2 separate regions of the Sus scrofa genome follow, and region 1 is linked to region 2. A link is a contact called in public HiChIP or PLAC-seq data. All regions are on one chromosome and are shown on one strand. The core of a region is the stretch at or near the end of the contact, and the rest is flanking DNA. Distances in the headings are between cores, read along the strand shown.

Region 1 (2,736 bases), core at 38-2,537, 82 kb before region 2:
GCCTTGGCGTGGGTGAGATAAGTTTAGGTTTGACACTGCAGAAGGAAGATGGGGAGTTCCTGCTGTGGCTCAATGGAAATGAACATGACTAGTATCCATGAGGATGCAGGTTTGATCCCTGGCCCCGCTCAGTGGGTTAAGGATCTGGCACTGCTGCGAGCTGTGGTGTAGGTCGCAGATGTGGCTCAGATCCTGCATTGCTGTGGCTGTGGTGTAGGCTGGCAGCTGCAACTCCAATTCGACCCCTAGCCTGGGAACTTCCATGTGCCACACATGTGGCCCTAAAAAAAAAAAAAAAAAAAAAAAAAAGGCAGAAGGAAGATGGAAGTGGTTTTTCATTCCTGGAGTTTTAGTTTGTTCAATCCTGTGTCACCTGGGCTCAGGGGATTCATGCTGCTGACCAATGCCTCCTCTTGTGGCTCATGTGACCCTCCCCTCCTCTGTGCTCCTGGCTGTCCCCTCACCTTGTCACCTGTGGCATCTGCCCCCAGGGTTCCACCAACTGCCACCTTTTTCTACATCTGGAACCTGCCAGCATCTGTATCAGATGATTTGCAAGTACACACCCACAGCCTCACTCTTCCTGAGTTTGGATTCAAATATCCAGCACCTCTGGATTTGTCCAGTTGAACATGCCTCGGGCCCTTCAAACTCAACGTCTCCAGACTCCTCCTTCAGCCCACAAGTGACCCTTCCCTACGTCAAATCAGTCACAGGGGCCTGCTGATTTCACCTCAGTGTTTCTGGGAGCCCTTCCCATTTCTGCTGCCCTCCCTCGATTGAGGCCTTCAGAACGAACTTGTGTTGAAGAGGAAAACAGCAGTCCCACAACTGGCCTTTCTTTCTCAAGGGATGGTTCTTCCACCTCGCATCCCCAAACCCTCAGTCTGTTCTCCAAGCCACTTCAGGGTGATGGTTTAAAAGAGGAGATGGAGGAGTCCTGGTGCAGTGGAAATGAATCCAACTAGGAACCATGAGGTTGTGGGTTCGATCCCTGGCCTCGTTCAATGGGTTAAGGACCCGGCGTTGCCATGTGCTATGGAGTAGGTCGCAGACGCAGCTCAGATCCCGCGTTGCTGTGGCTGTGGTGTAGGCCGGCGACTACAGCTCTGATTAGACCCCTAGCCTGGGAACCTCCATATGCTGCGGGTGCGGTCCTAAAAAGCAAAATAAATGAATAAACAAATGAAAGGGGAGATGGATCACTCCTTCCTCAGGAGCTCACTGCTGCCTACAACACAAACTCTCAACCCAAAGGGCCCTTGTTCTGTAGGTCTCTGGCCTCCTTCCTCTTTCCTCTTCCTGCCTTCTCTCTCAGAGCCCACGCCCAGGCCACTGGGCTGGTCTGGATCATCACAGTGGGACTTGTTCACAAGTGCAACCCTCCCTATCTCCCATGGATGCTCCTGCACACGGTGACAGCACCAGGAACCCGCTCATCAACGTTGGCCCCAGAGCCAGCTCTGACTGGCAGGCTTTCCCAACCCCTGGCTGGATGAGGGCGCCCCAGTTCCCACCTACCCTGGCCTTGCCTCCCCATCATACTCCTCTCTCAGGGGGCCTGGTCCTTAGTGATTCGCTCAGCTCCTTTAAGGGCAGGGACCATGCGGTGTGCAAGTTCCCAGGTCTACAATGGTAGTTGGCATATAAAATCATATGCCAAATACAATGATTTCCTGAACAAATAGTTTGTGAGGCCCAGGCCTATGGTATCAATTTCCTTCTGTTCTGCAAGGTTGAGGAAAAAAGAAATAATGGTTTGCAAGTCAGGAAGTCTGGCTGTTCCTATCTGCTCTACTCAACCAGCTGTGTGGCCTTGCCCAAGACATTTTCCTCAAAATAAGGGTGAGTGGGAGATAATTTTCTGTCTCTCTACCTCTCAGAAAAAAAAAAAGAGAGAGAGAGAGAGAGAGTTGATAATGATAAAATGGCCAGTAGCTGAATGGTACTTTGAAAAAGCAAACTATGCACACTAAAGTACTAGCAATCTCTGAACTTAAGAATGAAGTCCCGTTGCGGCTCAGAGGAAGTGATTCTGACTAGCATCCATGAGGATGCATGTTCGATCCCTGGCCTCGATCAGTGGGTTGAGGGGGTTGAGGATCCGTCGTTGTTGTGAGCTGTGGGGTAGGTGGCAGACATGGCTTGAATTCTGCATTGCTGTGGCTGTGGTGGAGGCTGGCAGCTGTAACTCCAATTCGACCCCTAGCCTGGGAACCTCCATATGTCATGATTGCAGCCCTAAAAAGACCAAAAAAAAAAAAAAAAACATACAGAAGGATCACAATTCAGGAATATAATTTTTTTTCTACCTTATAACTGATTGTAATGCAATCTTTGAAAACCGAAAAGAAATTTAATATTTTTGGTTACATTTTTGGAAATCTTCATAACATCTACCCCAATGGCTTTATAAAGAGTTTTAATTAGATTTAGATTATAATGAGATTGGAATTAAAATGTCTTTTTTTTTTTTTTGCTTTTTAGGCCACACTAGCAGCATATGGAGGTTCCCAGTCTAGGGGTCAAATTGAAGCTATAGCTGCCGGCCTACACCACACCCACAGCAACGCCAAATCCGAGTCTGCGACCTATACCACAGCTCTCAGCAATGCCACATCCTTAACCCACTGAGCAAAGCCAGGGATCGAACCCGCAACCTCATGGTTCCTAGTCGGATTCTTTTCTGCTGCACCACAACGGGAACTCTAAAATGTCTATTTCCTGAATATGATA
Region 2 (2,892 bases), core at 127-2,626:
AAATGCTGGAACTTCTCTCTCAGACATTGGAAAAAAGGAACCAAATGTCTCATAAAAAGGGGCATGCTTCAGTGGATTTATTAGACGAGGCTGGATACTGAACCAGATGCCTGTTTTCCATATGAAACTCCTTTTGCCAAAGCAGCAAGGCAGGATCTGGTAAGAGGGATCTCAGATTCAGTCAGAAAAGTACTGGTGGCTCTCCTTTATAGCTCATGGTAAGAGATGTCATTACAGAACTGGGCTCCTTGATGGGAATGACAGTAAATTAGAGGTCATGGCAGTGCTTTGACCATTAGAAGCAAAGTGGGTTCAGTTGTTGCAGTGAGAGGGAAGGCTGGAGAGGCAGCAAAAAAGGGTATGACCCACAGAAAGCTGTGGAGATAGTTAATAAAACAGAGCCTCCTTATGGGCAAGACAGATGGGCAGCAACAAAAGCACTGTTCAATCTACTCCATCAAAATAATCAAGGACGGAGTTCCTGTCGTAGTGTAGCCGAAACAAATCCGACTAGGAACCATGAGGTTGCAGGTTCACTCCCTGGCCTCGCTCAGTGGGTTAAGGATCCGGCTTTGCTGTGAGCTGTGGTGTAGGTCGCAGACGGGGCTCAGATCTTGTTTCACTGTGGCTGTGGTGTAGACAGCAGCTACAGCTCCAACTGGACCCCTAGCCTGGAAACCTCCATATGCCGCAGGTGCGGCGCTAAAAAGACAAAAGACAAAAAAAACCCTCAAGATCACTCGCGTTGTTTCCATATCTGAGTCAGTTTCACACCCAGAACTCTTGACTAAACTACAGAAGACACTAAGCATTAAGTAGACAGAATGACTCACCCAGGTGACATCAGCAAACCTCTGTGTTGGGCCTCACTGTTGGCACAACAAAAGCGCCATGGTGGCAGGGATGGAAGGTATACATGGGCTCAACAGCACCAGCTCCCACTTGGCAAGCCTGTTCTAGATTCAGCTGCTACCAACATTTTCTAACCTGCCAGGAGAGGGACCAGCTCTATGTCTCTAATACATCTCTTGGAGAAGACCCATCAGCCATTTAGTGGGAAATTAACTTCACTAAACTTCTACTCTAGAAGGGACAATTCATCTTGACTGGAATCAACAAATATTCCAGCTCTCAGTTAGTCTTTCCTATTTATAGGGTCTGTTGGCCTGAAACAAATAGAATGCTGATATTTCTCTAGCAAAGGTGTGTTGATTCAGGATCAGCAGAGAACTGCAGTTTGGGGTCCGCGGGCATGGTGAGCCAGGTGCAAGCACAGAAAGGGAAGGAGACTGCTTTTATAAAGGGGAAAGGACATCAGAAGGGCTGTACTGAACAGAGTCCGAGGCTTTTCATTGGCTGAGAAAAGGAGTCTTTCTTCTTCCTATTGGGCTCTGCTATCATGGCAGAGCATAGGAGCTCCCCCTTCTGGTCTCCTAACTCTACTTCATGGAAGTTTCTGCTTATTAATTTTTTTATAGGCCTCAGTAACCATCATCCAAGGGCTTATGGAGTGTTTGATCTACAAAGAGGAGATCCTACAAAAGATCACATTCGAATAAGAGACACACTTTGTAGCAAACAGGGCATGGTAGTGGGTACATGATGGATCCATGGCCCTGTCCTGAACTGTGCCACACAGAGCAATGGGATGGCTTGTTGAGACGCAACTGAGAGGCTAGCTGAGAGGCTGTACCTTACAGTATATTCCCAAAATCACCCACCGTGATATGGTGCCATGTCCCTATCAGTTAGAACACACAGATCTGAGAACCAAGGAGTGGCTCTGCCTCCTCCCACTCCCAGAGACCCACTGGGAGAATTTTTGCTCCTGTTCCTGCAACGCTGGGCTCAGTATTAGAGATCTTGGCTCCCAGGAAGAGGATGTTCCACTAGGGTGCACAGCAGGAATCCCATTCAAGTTTTGTCTGCTGTCCAGTCACTTCAGCTTCCTCATGCCAAGAAATCAGAAGGCTTGGAAAGAGTCACCTGCTTGAACGGATAATTTAGCCTAATTGTCTGCAGGAGGTTGGCCTGTTGTTATATAAGGGAGGCATGGGAGACTATATTTGACCCCAATCACCTTGGTTCTCCCTGTAGCAGCCTTAGCCTGAGAAGGGCAAGGTGACTAGGGGCTCGTCATCCCACTTAGGAAAGCCACTGAAGACCAGCAGAAGTGCTAGCCGAGGGGGAGGGGACTCCACCACGGGTAGTAGAAGACAGAGATAACTGACTCCTAGGTGGGGTCTCAAGACTAGTGGCAGCGCTAAAAAGACTGGTTTTTCCCATTAACTTTTCTTTTAGAAGTTGGCTCCAAAGACTGATGCCCACCAGGCTGGAGGGAGCTGCCTTACCCAAAGCCATTCCTGCTTCCCTGGGCCGGCCCAGCTTCAGAGCTCCTCCTGGATTCCATGCAGTCCAACCTCCCCTGCACCCCCTCCTGCTGCCATTGGTCCCCCTCAGATGCTGATCCTGAGGTATCAAGCGGTAGAAAAACCTACTGAATTCAAATTTCCATCTCTTTCACTCTCTCTCCATTGTGTGTGTATGGTTATTGTTGTTACTTTTGTGTACATATATATATGTATATATATATATATATACATATATATATATATATTTTTTTTTTTGCTTTTTGCCTTTTCTAGGGCCACTTCCGTGGCATATGGAGGTTCCCAGGCTAGCAGTCCAATCGGAGCTGTAGCCACCGGCCTATGTCAGAGCCACAGCAACGGGGGATCTGAGCCGCATCTGTGACCTACACCACAGCTCACGGCAATGCTTACCCCACTGAGCAAAGCCAGGGATCGAACCCGCAACCTCATGGTTCCTAGTCAGATTCGTTAACCACTGCGCCATGACGGGAACTCCTGTGTACATATACTTTTGTGTTTA

The links. HiChIP or PLAC-seq counts read pairs in DNA pulled down with a chosen protein or histone mark.
Region 1: a contact with region 2 is called in an H3K27ac HiChIP or PLAC-seq map of alveolar macrophages. The contact joins two enhancer-like sites. A contact is called at or near these places in 7 of 47 Hi-C or Micro-C datasets (alveolar macrophages, blood, embryonic fibroblasts and 3 more) and 1 of 2 datasets of contacts at active chromatin or transcription factors (alveolar macrophages).

Annotation. Positions count from the first base shown.
Region 1 is chr7:46,219,787-46,222,522 of Sscrofa11.1, reverse strand. No RefSeq gene overlaps it. Among named protein-coding and RNA genes, the nearest start is that of PAQR8, 7.3 kb to the left of the region's middle. Within about 2 kb of position 1,287, at least 5 of the 83 cell types and tissues checked have an H3K27ac peak or open chromatin away from gene starts, as enhancers often do. A contact at or near this core is called in alveolar macrophages, where this site is marked.
Region 2 is chr7:46,138,150-46,141,041 of Sscrofa11.1, reverse strand. LOC106504432 (a long non-coding RNA gene) reads left to right here. Exons shown (of 5, transcript XR_002345758.1): 5 at 2,302-2,530. Among named protein-coding and RNA genes, the nearest start is that of MCM3, 35 kb to the right of the region's middle. Within about 2 kb of position 1,376, at least 7 of the 83 cell types and tissues checked have an H3K27ac peak or open chromatin away from gene starts, as enhancers often do. A contact at or near this core is called in alveolar macrophages, where this site is marked.